Regions from separate parts of the Gossypium hirsutum genome. Here all the other regions are linked to region 3. Evidence: chromatin contacts called from public Hi-C data. All regions are on one chromosome and are shown on one strand. Each heading gives the region's core, a stretch centred on a gene start, on an enhancer-like site or on the middle of the called end of the contact. The rest is flanking DNA. Distances are from core to core; before and after follow the strand shown. Region 1 holds the start of LOC107901604 (protein IRX15-LIKE). Region 2 holds the start of LOC107901595 (probable inactive receptor kinase At5g67200). Region 3 holds the start of LOC107901634 (cysteine proteinase COT44).

Region 1 (4,108 bases), core at 1,527-4,026, 280 kb after region 3:
TAATTAGTTTTTTTAATTAGATGGTTAAATATTAGTGGTTTTGTTATTGAGTTCTAAGTTCAATTCCTCTCTCACTCACATAAAATTAGTATTTTTTTTTATTTCATGTTGTTTTAAGCTTATTATTATTATTATTATTATTAACATATCAACTTCCTTAGTTAAATGGTTAAATATAATAATTTCATCTTTCAAACTTAAGTTCAATTTCCTTTCTCTAAATATATTTGTAATTTTTTTTTATTTTATGTTGTTTAAAGTTTTTTTTTATTTTTAATTAATGAATATATTGTTTTTAAATTTTTTTAATTATTCTTTTTAAATCTTTTTAATTAATAACTTTGTTATTCATAAAATCAAATAATAAATATGTAATTATATAATAAAAATATATATTTTACATATATCATTATGTTAAAAATATTTGAAATTAACAACTCATTTATAATATATAATATAATATAAACATCAACTAATTTTTTATATATAATATTTATATGTCAAATATTTATTTTATCCATGTATAATGTGGGTATGGTGATTTCTAATATTATAAAATGAAACAATTATTTCAAATATTTATTTTTATATGTAAAATATTTAAAATGTCATTGTTTTTTTCTACATTATGGGTATGATATTTCAAATATTTCTATAAGTGAAATATTTTAAATACATATATATATAATACTAAAATTTAAATTTTCAATATTGGAAAAAAAATTAGAACTTTCGGTAACGAGGTAAGTAAGTACAATTTGACATGTTTTAAAACATTATCTTAGTTTATACCACTTTTTCACCTTTTCACTTTAATGTATTTTATTCCGATCAATACTGAAAAAAATATTTTTTGGATGACTAAAATGAAAAAACATAGAAGTTGGGTGAATAAAACGAAAGTATAAACATAATGTATTTAATAGTTGGGTGATTAAAATGAGAGCAACCTAAAAATTAAGTGACAAAATTATAAGAATTTCATTTTGAGTGACCAAAATAAAAGCGACATAAAAATTAAATGACCAACAAGATAATATATTAATTTTAATTTGAATTACATTTCTTGAACTTTTATTTATACTTTAATTGTATTATATTATATTTGTTACACTTCAAAAAAAATCATTTTTTTAACAGGATATTTTTTAAACATTTTATTTTCTCACATAACTTTTCACAATTTCAAACCATAGTTGTTCATACTAAGTTTTCATCGTACATTATCCATCCTGGTGTTCTTTTTTTCACCTTTTATCATCAGCATACTATACCAATATACAAAGCCTAATTATGAAAGTCTTTTTTTTTTCTTTTTCAAGTTCTGGATCTTCTGATTCAATGAGCTTACAATTTTCATTGCCAAAAACAAAATTATTTTTTACACAAACACCATCCCCAACAAAGAAAAGATCCATCTATAAAATGTTTTCAAATGATGATAAATAATCCGTACGTATTCACCTTCCTTTATACCATTCTTGACACCTTGGCTTGGGACTGTATGTATATATGATCATCACATTCATGAACTAAGATGAAGATGAAGCTTTCCTTGATGTATTGATGTTCTTGTTGCGACAGTATTGGTAGCTATTCTCTTCCATTCTTTCCACCACGAAATGTGCTAGCACTTCGTTCAATTCCACCAAGTTTTCCTTGCACAAAAACTCGTCCCCAGACATCTTCTCCACATCTCTATAATAATCATGAACAAATATATGCGTCTTGGGATTGCCCCCTTTCTTGCTTCTTGCAAGCACCCCCGACGTGAAGATCGGTTGCATCCTTCCAGGGCCTTCGTCTCCTTCGCCTCTTGGCCCATCGATCAATATCAAGTCCCAATCCACTTCGTAAACATGGTTCGGTAAATCATTGATTCCCAGCTTACAATCTGAGAACAGCAGGTTTTGGACCGGCCTGCATTCGTTCCGGATCTGTACTTCAGCAGATGCTATGAGCTCTCTCGTTTCGCTTGCTTTGGTCGTGTATTGGACGTCGTAAGCGTCGATTTCCGGGTGCAACTCTTCGAAATAGGCCGCGTAGTACCGGTTTTCGTCGATGAAAACGGTGCGGCCATTGTGGTTCAGTGCTTTCCACAGGAGGGTTTCTTGTGTTAGACCGAAAACGAGGAAGTTGCATGGGGAGGAACATTTACGTAGGACATCAGAGATCGGCTTCAGCTCCGCATATGTCATGTGGAAACTGTCGTTGGATCTCGAAGCATAATGGAGAAGGGTGTTGATGACGGTGGTGGGCAATAGTGAACCACCACCACCACCAAAGGCGGACACAGATGAGCCGGGGCCTCTCACGGTTGTCCTTACGGCTGCTGTAGTTCTACCGGAAACAGACTCTCGGGTGTATATGAGAGTTAAAAGGAAGGCAATAGTGAAAAAGGAAATGAAGGCAAGGAGCCATAATCTGCTAGAGCTGCCTTGTTTTTGGATATAAGGATGGAGGAGGATTAGCTTGGTATTACTGTTACTGTTCTTCATTTCTTTTTTTCTTTTTTTTTTGCTTTTGCAATCGTGGAGAAGAATGTTTTGACTGGTGAGAGAATCAGAGAAAAATGGGGTTTGATTTAAAGAAGGTTGAAACAATATAGGATTAGGCAAACATGAAGTGACATTACGTTAAATTACATTAAAGTCAACCTAATAATATTCTAGAAAACCAAATTAAACCACATGGAAAACCATTTAAGTATTTCCTTTTTATGCTTTTGGGGTTTTGAAAAGTAGGTTGGCTTTGTTTTCACTGCAAAACTAACATGGAAGTGATGATTATTTGGGGTGAAAGAATGGTGAAAAGGGATTATCCAAAATTAGAAGTGGTATGAAAGAAACAGAGGAGAAGAGGCGTTGTTGAAGACCGGGGCCTGGTGAGGGGCAAAAGGAAAGTAGATGGGGAATATAATATTGTAGTGACCTGATAACTAATTAGAAGCCAAATGTCGCTTTTCCTTCATCAATTTTGGGTTTTATTCTCAAGTAACCTTTTTTTTATACATTTATATATACCATTTCTTAAATAATGAGTTTCCATTTGAAGGTGACAATTCACCTGCTCCAAATTTCCCATTTGCAGAAACCTGGATTTGGAATGAACAGAGTCACAGACTAAGTATGCAGGTTCTTTTATATTCCTTTAAATTAACTGATAGTCTGGTTTATAGTTATATATGAACAAAGTATAACCCAAAAACCCATATTTTTCATAACAAGTTCAGCTGATCTAAGGAATCATGTTCATTAGGAATTTATATTTGCAGGAAAGTTGTGTAAGTCCCTTTTCTTATTGGAGAGGCATGGGATTGTGCAATTATACATGTGAATCAGTGATCTCAGTGGCTTAACAGCTATGAACAGAATAGATTAACAAATGACTTGAACAGCAAGGTAATATAATCAATAGCATTACTTGTTTCAAACAAGGTTATTACAGTACAAGGAAATGGTGACAATCCTTACAGTGGCCCAGAAAAGGTAATGTCAGACCATCTTACTTTATGCTTCTAAACTTGTCGGTTAAAGCTTAGCCCTCTATAAAATTTTATTTTAGTCGCATTGGATTTTGCACATTAGTTTGTTTGTTGTTGATAGAATAATAGTATTAGATTAAATGGTTGTTTAAGTTTTTATTTTTTATTTTTAATTTAATGCTATGTTAATTATCATTCAAAATTACGGTGTAAGAACTAAAATATTATATTTTCAATAGTAGAGAGGTTAAAATTGCAGTAAACTCATCTTTTATCATTTGGATTGCAAATATAAAATATGAAGCCCTAAAAAAATTAGGTAGGGTATGGGCCAGTTGACTGAACAGTTCTCTCCTGGGTTTCACCACGCTCTTTTCTCATGTGCCACTGGTTAAACTAACATAAGGCTTCACACCATCGTTTTCAAGTGACAAAACTGAACAGATTTCTAAAAAGAAAAAAAACAACAAAGATAATATCCCCTCTCTTGTGCTTTTTTAGCCAAAGGGGCAGCTTTAATACTTTAGTTCTATGGTCCAATTAACACTTACAATTTACATTAAAGAAAACAAAACAACATTGACATGACCTTTGTGGATTGGTAACGTTCTGTTTGGCCAATAA
Region 2 (3,955 bases), core at 746-3,245, 340 kb after region 3:
GAATTTTATTTTTTAAAATATACTATTTTCGTATTTTATTTTTTATATTATTTTAGTACATAATGTTTCAAATGTATTATTTTAGTTTTTTTATATTAATTTAGTAAAAAACTCTGATTTTGGCCGTTAGTTTTTATTTTATTTTCGGATTTTATTTTTCAAAATATACTATTTTCCTATTTTATTTTTTTATTATTTTAGTACATAATATTTCATATGTATTATTTTAGTATATTTATATTAATTTAGTAAAAAACTCTAAATTTGGCCTTTTTTATTTTATTTTCGGATTTTTTAAAATATACTATTAAGCTATTCTTTTAATATTTTTATACTATTTTTGTAAAAAAACTCATCACATAAAAAAAATCAAAATATAACATGCCAAATAAAATTAATAAAAAATATATCTAATTAACCTAAAACACACTTATCAAATAAATTAAATAAAATAATAATAAAATATTTTTTGTACATAACATAGATAGGATTTTTTACTTCAATAAAAATTAAAAATAAATTATGAATATATATAAAAAATAAAATAAATACAAACATACCTTAATATCTCTTTTTAACCAAAATATACCTTACAAAAAATTAAATTTAAAAATTAAATCAAAATCAATAAACAATAATAACATTAACAATTAATATAAATCATTTATTTCCTTAAATTAACAATTAAAAATTATTTCCTTAAAAAAAATATTACCTTTTTTTCCTTCCCTCTCTCTTCTTCTTCTTCTCCTTCTCTTTTTCTCTCTTTTTTCTTCCCTCACGAATGCCGCCTCCTCCTCCTCCTCCTCCTCTTCCTCCTCCTCCTCCTTCTTCTTCTTCACTCACGCACACAAAGAAATTGGGGACCATTTTAAGGTCCCCAAACACATAATAAAACAAAAGAAAAGGCAGTGAGGAGTCCCGTCGGTGCAGAGCAGTGACTGGTGCTGCCTGTGGGGTACCCTCCACCGGTGCCGCCTGTTGGGTATCCTCCACCCTTATTTTATTATTTTTTTCGTCATATTCTTTTTTTTAACCTGCAAATGTGTCAGAAATGTTTGGATTTGAGGGTGGTGACGCCTATGCACCACCCTCCATCACTTGCAATGGCCTATTTTCGTATATGATTTTAAGGGCATCCTATTTTAGTTTTTTTTTCATATTATTATAGTAAAAATCTCCTAGTTTAGGTTGAATTTTGATATTTTTTTATTAAAAAAATAGATAAATTAGAATTGTACCCGTTTTTAAAATTATAAATTGATAAAATATAAAAAAAATGGACTCACATAAAAAGGAAACAAATTTATTCATCTATTAAACAAAATAAATAAAATACAATCTCATAACATTCTCTAATTATTTGGATTAATTGGGTTAAATAATTGAGGCACCATCAGCTTGTATGAATCATGAGACGTCTAAGCTTAGCTGGCTGTGTTTGAAATGTTGATAAGCGTTGCAACGTGAGGATCTTAGGGTCTCTGCTCTGCCCCACTCACGGGCTACTCTATATTCTAAGCCTAACCAATTAGAGTTTGACTAATGTTTGACTTCCATCCCTCCTTACATTTCACATGACTAATATTTGTCTCCTCTCCTCCTTGGTTTTATTTATTTACTCAACTGAGTTTTCCATGCAGTCACCTATGTCTTCGCGCCTCTATTTACCATTTCAAGTTAAGGAATCCTTTTATATTTGGGTTAAACCACAATCTCGATAATTATTTTTAAATTATTTTTATTTAAATTTAATCTTTAAATTTAATAATTATTCTTATATTAGTGTATGAAATTTATGATTTTCAAATATTAATTTGGTAAAAAAAAGTTGAAAACCCAATAAAAATATAGTTGTTAAATTTAAAATCTAACTTAAATAAAAATAAATTCAAATAATTATCAAATTCAAGAAAAAAATAAAAAGAGAAAAATTATAAAATTGAAACCCAAAAAGAAAAGAAGGAATGGTAAATGGGATTTTAGTGGGGTTAAATAGAAGAAATAAAATGGAAAAGTTGAAATGAGTGGGGAATGGGAAGTAATAACTAATAAATAATAAAGGTCCAAAAAAACAAGCATCAAAAGTCCTCCAAGTCTCCCCACAGCTTCACGTGACTCTTACAAATATAATGGTTAATGGGGGAAACAAAAGCGATGGCACAAACAGGAGGAACGATGCCCCAAACCATCCCCATACCTTTCCTTCTTCTCTTCTTCTTCCTTACTTGTTTCTCTGAGCCTATAACTTACCCTCCCCAGACCAACTTAATGTTGCCATCCGACGCCGTTTCCATCCTCTCCTTCAAATCCAAAGCCGACCTCCATAACAAGCTTCTTTACGTTCTCAACGAGCGTTTCGACTACTGTCAATGGCGAGGCGTCAATTGCATTCAAGGCCGCGTCGTCCGCTTTCTCCTCCCCAATTTCGGCCTCTTTGGCACTTTTCCCGCCAACTCCCTCTCCCGTCTCGACCAGCTCCGTGTTCTCAGTCTCCATAACAACTCCCTCTCCGGTCCCATCCCCGACTTGTCCTCTCTTTACAACCTTAAGTCCCTGTTTCTCGGCCGCAACCATTTCTCTGGAACCTTCCCTTCTCCCATCTTGTTTCTTCATAGATTAACCTCCCTCGATCTTTCTTACAATGAATTGACTGGTCCCCTTCCAGTTAACTTAACCACATTGGACCGGTTAAACATCCTCCGCCTTGAGTGGAACCGGTTTAACGGAACGGTCCCGCCTTTAAACCAACCCTTCCTACTCATCTTCAACGTTTCAGGCAACAATCTTACTGGAAAAATACCGGTCACGCCCACTTTATCCAAGTTCAATACGACGGCGTTCTCTTTGAACCCTCACCTTTGTGGGAAGATTATCAACAAAGCCTGCACTACGCGTGCACCGTTTTTCGGTTCTTCTTCAGCTTCTAGTCCGGCAGTGCAAAGCCCGAAGGCCAACTCCGGAGGGATTGTAGCTCTGCCACCGCCGCATTTACCAAAGAAGAAGCACCAGAGACCTGGGATGGTCCTTGGATTTACTGTCGGCATTGCGTTGATAATATTTTCAGTTTTGTTAGCTTTAGCTGTAGTTAAAAAGCAAGGCGGTAAAAAGAGAGTAGAGTCGAAAGAAACTAAGCCAACAACAGCTTCATCCGAGGCAACGAACTCAAAAACCCAAGTGGAAGGAGTTTCGGAGAGAAAATCAGTGATAAACGAAATTCAGAAGCTGAAAAAGAGTGGGAATTTAGTGTTTGTTGATGGGGAAGTGGAAGGGTACAGTTTAGAGCAGTTAATGAGAGCTTCAGCTGAGTTATTAGGGAGAGGTAGCATGGGGATTACGTATAAGGCAGTGATTGATGGGCAATTGATTTTGACAGTGAAGAGATTGGATGCTGGGAAAACGGCAGTAACCAGCGGTGAAGTTTTTGAACAGCATATGGATGCTGTTGGGGCGCTGAGACACCCCAATTTGGTGCCTGTTAGAGCTTATTTTCAAGCTAAAGGTGAAAGGCTTGTGATATATGATTATCAACCCAACGGAAGCGTTTCCAATCTCGTTCATGGTATGCTCTTTTTTTTTTTTTAATTATCCTTTTGTCGGGTTTTTGCTTCTGCGTTTTGTCAAGTGAGTTACCGAGTTTTATGGCATTTAGTTGCAGTTGCCCCTTGAGACTGTAGGGTTTAAAGTGGGTAAAGAGAAAACTAAAGTGGGGCCTCTGTTTCTTTATTGTTGTTTGATAATTGGTAATATTCTGGACCAATCGACCTTTGGATTCTGGATGAAGTTAAAGCTAAAATTATGGCGAAAAAGTAGTGGAAGTACTGAGAAAAATGTTTCAACTTTTTAGGCTGACACCGACAATTCCAGCGATGTTTTTTTTATCAAAAGCTTGCAATTTGTCCATTGCAGGTTTATTCAGTTTTGTATATTTGAAGCTGTTAATTTGCTAATTGAA
Region 3 (3,831 bases), core at 1,168-3,667:
ACATGAGCAGCTTCAAGCTTTTATATAAACCTTGCCTTTGTTAACTAATTTTAGATACAGATTCTCCAACTGCTCATAACAAATTTAACTATTAATTCAGTGACTTAAAAATTAGATTTGGATAAGTTTTTGAATTTTTCATCATCACATTTGTGTCTATATTGAGTTCCGTTATTTTATTATTTAATTAAATTTTGTTATGCAATTCTAATTTAATTAAAATAATTTAGGGCAAGATCTATTAATTTTTTATATTTTATTTTCATAGTTATTAGCAATAATAAGTTAATTGATATAGTATTAAAAATTAATAAAAAATATTATTTTATAAAGAGATAAAATTATTTTTTAAAATATATTTTAACTTTTCAAGTCTTTATTTGAAGTTAATTTATTAAAATAATTTTTCAATACAACTCTCATGTGCAATTCCTGAAATATGTATATCATTAATGTTGAGTGACAAGTTTTAATTTTGAATTATTAACACATGAATTAGTAGAGGTTTCTAAGAACTTGAATGGTGCAACTACCATAACTATAACATAATGAGTCAAAGACAGAGTTGGTAGTCCAAGTCCAAGACGGCAACTTGGGGCTTTGAGGCCCAAAATCATGCCAAATCTAGATTAAACTTTGAATTCATCACAACAATACCAGCTTTCCAATCAGCTGTTTTGACTAATGAAAATATATGTACAAACAATCATAAATTAACTTCAAACAAACAAGGAAATAGAGAGTGAACTTCCATAGCTCCTCTTCTCCCATGGCCCAAAACAGCAGCTGGCACACATTTTTAACTCTCAGGCACTGCTAATTTTCTGAGTGTCTTCATTAGTCCAGTAAGGTTTGATGATGTTTGTCCCATTCTTAACAGGATAGGAAGCCTCCATCGCAATGCCACACTTGCCAGCACGGTCATCAACGTTACGCTCCATCCTTATGTATCCATCTTCACCCCAACCGCTGCCCCATGAGTTCCTCACTGTCCAATATTCCTGACCGTTCTCATCCATGCCATATCCGATGACAATCACGCCGTGGTCTAATGCTGACCCGCATTCACCGCTGAAAACTCCCTAAACATTTGACAACTGAGTTATAAACGGGATTTAAATTCGAATCAACTTATTGGATGGCTTGAAGGAGAAGCAGAACAGGTCAAGCTTACCGATTCGTAGAGTTGGAAAGCTCTGCCACTAGCTTCAATGGCGACACTCACAGGTTGATGTGATACAGCCTTCTTCAATGCCTTCTCATCATATTGAACAACATCCTCGTACCCATCAATGCTGACAACCTTAGCATTCTTCTGTTACAAATCCCAAAAAGAAAAAAACAGGGCATCAATCTCCAAACGTCGAAAACAAATAAACTACAAGATATAGTGTCATAGAATTAAGCTTTGGAAACTGACCCTCGTTGGATCGCATTGGTTATTATCAGCACCAAGGTAAGGATAGTCTTGTTCAGAGTCAATGCCACCGTTGTCAATAATGAATTGGAAGGCATAATCCATTAGGCCTCCATCGCAACCAGCGTCGTAGGATCGGTCACAATCTACTAGCTCTTGCTCTGACAAAGAGATTAGTTCGCCGGTGGCGATTTTATTTATGCCTTCAACAGCTGCAATCGTTGAAAATGCCCAGCAACTTCCTGGTCAAGTGAACGATACAGAGCGGGTAAGCTTGATATTTAAAAAGAAATTAATTTGAAGTTGAAATGAAAAAAGAAAACAGCTCACCGCAACGCCCTTGATCCTTCACTGGAGTAACGGCTCCATGATCTCTCCAGTCAAAAGATTCCGGCAACCTGTCGCCGGCGCGGGAAGCATAGCGTTGGCTGGGGTTTTTGGACTTCATGACTCGACGTTTAGGGTCACTCTTTGTACCCAAAAACATGGAACGGTACTCCTGGTTAGTTAAATCAGCGAACTTGTTCAACCCAAGTTTGTATGTGGTGTTTTTGGAGTTATGTTGGTCGATAAATTTCAAGTTATCCTTAAAGATATCGAACCGGTTTTCTTCCTCCCCTATACCGTTGTATTGTTTGCCATGTTTAATGAGCCAAGCTTGGTACAAGCTCATCACTTCATCATCGCTCCTCCAGTGATTTTGGCTGAAGCTGGTTGCCCAGGATAAGGTGAAGAAGAGGAAAAAGAGGGTGGAAATGGGTGTTACTGTGGTTGCCATGGGAGAAATGACAAGGGTTGTTATGGTTATTGGAGGGAGTGGTTTGGAGAAGAGAAAAGAGAGAGGTACGGGGTTTATATAGAAAAATGGAAATGGTAAATGTTAAAAGCATGACGGTGCAATAATTAAATAAATGTTTGGGGTCTAATTGGGGGGCCGAACCGAACTCATGCTTAGTTATGGGAGTAGAAGGGTGAAGACACTTCTGACATGCTGATGCAATTGCCACTCACTACATCTATCTCTCTGCATTATAAATTACACTAATACGATTGTAGGTCCAATTATACTTCAATTGGAATTAGACCTTTGAAATTTTACCTAAAAACTGATTCAATTTTAAATAGAATAAGTATTAAATTAAAATCTTGGAATTATTTAGTAAAAAAACCATTTGAAAAATAAATTTTAAAAGTTCATAGAGTAGGGGGACTGAAGGCAGAATTGAACCTAAGATTTAACATCACTAAAGTAATAGAAAGATGAAAAGGCCAGCCGAGTCTATATGAACTTGGATAAAGCAGGGCGGCACCAAAGGTAAATTATTGCCCCTATAGCTAAGTTGTTAAATCTTATATTACCTTTGTCTCTAAATTTAAATTAATGGATTTTATTATTATGGATTAATTTTAAATGAAATCCTTAATAAGTATTTAAGTTCAAATTTTGTTATTAGTTCAGATTATTTTATTTTTTAAATTTATCGTAAGTTTATTAACATCTTTTTCAATGCTAAAAAATATAGAATCCACAAAATTTTATTTTTTTTATATAAAAAATCTGATTGCATGTTAGGAAGAGAGTATAGCAAGTTGCAAAATACATGATATGCACTATTATAGTAGTTGTTTGGTATATTATAGTATTTGTTTGGTAGCGGTTGATCATAAGACTGCACTTGGGTAACATGCTTTGTTGTTCCTTTTTCTCAGCTTATGAAATTCAGTGCAACCTCTTTGAAATATCCCAACTTGCTTTTTTTTGTATATAAATTATCTGAATATGGATATCGCCACTCACTCCATGTGAGCATCCCGAGAGAATCATTTACTCACTGTGAGATTTCTTTTCTTTTGGTTTCAAGATATAATCTACAAATTACCTTTCCAAGCCGCAATCTATCTCGTCTCATACATTCACTTCCTAAAGGGGCGGGAAATTTCGACTCATGGGATTTCACTCTAATTGGCATTGGCATATTTGGTGAAGGTACATTTAAGAGATATTTTAGGTTATCGAGTTATGGGCTTTCAAGCTGCGCATTTAATACGGGAATCGACAAAACCCTGGTAGGTTCAGAGCAAAACTAACGGCCAATGCCATACCAAAAAAACAGCCAACGAACCTCACTCTGCCTACCCTCTTAGGTAGAATTAACAAACAACAAAAACTGAACCTTCCCGCTTACTTTCTTCACCACATCTCTTTTGTCTTTACGTAGCAACCGCCAACTACCGAAGCATCAGCTTGAAAACACTGCCTCACCCGCTCCCAGTTTTTACCCCTTTTTGCTTCATTTCCAATCTATTTAGTCCTTCCAGAAACAGACACAAGTTAAAAAACTTGCAAGCTGTGATTATCGACTGAACTTGAAGGCTTAAAGATTGAATCGTAATTTAGAAAATGTACTTTTCTT

What was found. A called contact is a pair of places that touch in the nucleus more often than the background predicts.
Region 1: a Hi-C map of leaf shows a contact between it and region 3, with 7 times the contacts expected there. The contact joins the promoter of LOC107901604 here to the promoter of LOC107901634 in region 3. A contact is called at or near these places in 18 of 34 Hi-C or Micro-C datasets (anther, callus, fibers and 4 more).
Region 2: a Hi-C map of leaf shows a contact between it and region 3, with 4 times the contacts expected there. The contact joins the promoter of LOC107901595 here to the promoter of LOC107901634 in region 3. A contact is called at or near these places in 20 of 34 Hi-C or Micro-C datasets (anther, callus, cotyledon and 5 more).

The regions. Positions count from the first base shown.
Region 1 is chrA11:35,529,653-35,533,760 of Gossypium_hirsutum_v2.1, reverse strand. It overlaps LOC107901604 (protein IRX15-LIKE), which reads right to left and starts at 2,776. Exons shown (of 1, transcript XM_016827674.2): 1 at 1,298-2,776. The coding sequence starts at 2,498. The coding sequence ends at 1,533.
Region 2 is chrA11:35,466,380-35,470,334 of Gossypium_hirsutum_v2.1, reverse strand. LOC107901595 (probable inactive receptor kinase At5g67200) reads left to right here and starts at 1,995. Exons shown (of 2, transcript XM_016827662.2): 1 at 1,995-3,562. The coding sequence starts at 2,140.
Region 3 is chrA11:35,810,898-35,814,728 of Gossypium_hirsutum_v2.1, reverse strand. LOC107901634 (cysteine proteinase COT44) reads right to left here and starts at 2,417. Exons shown (of 4, transcript XM_016827711.2): 1 at 1,748-2,417; 2 at 1,421-1,659; 3 at 1,175-1,315; 4 at 570-1,082. The coding sequence starts at 2,195. The coding sequence ends at 807.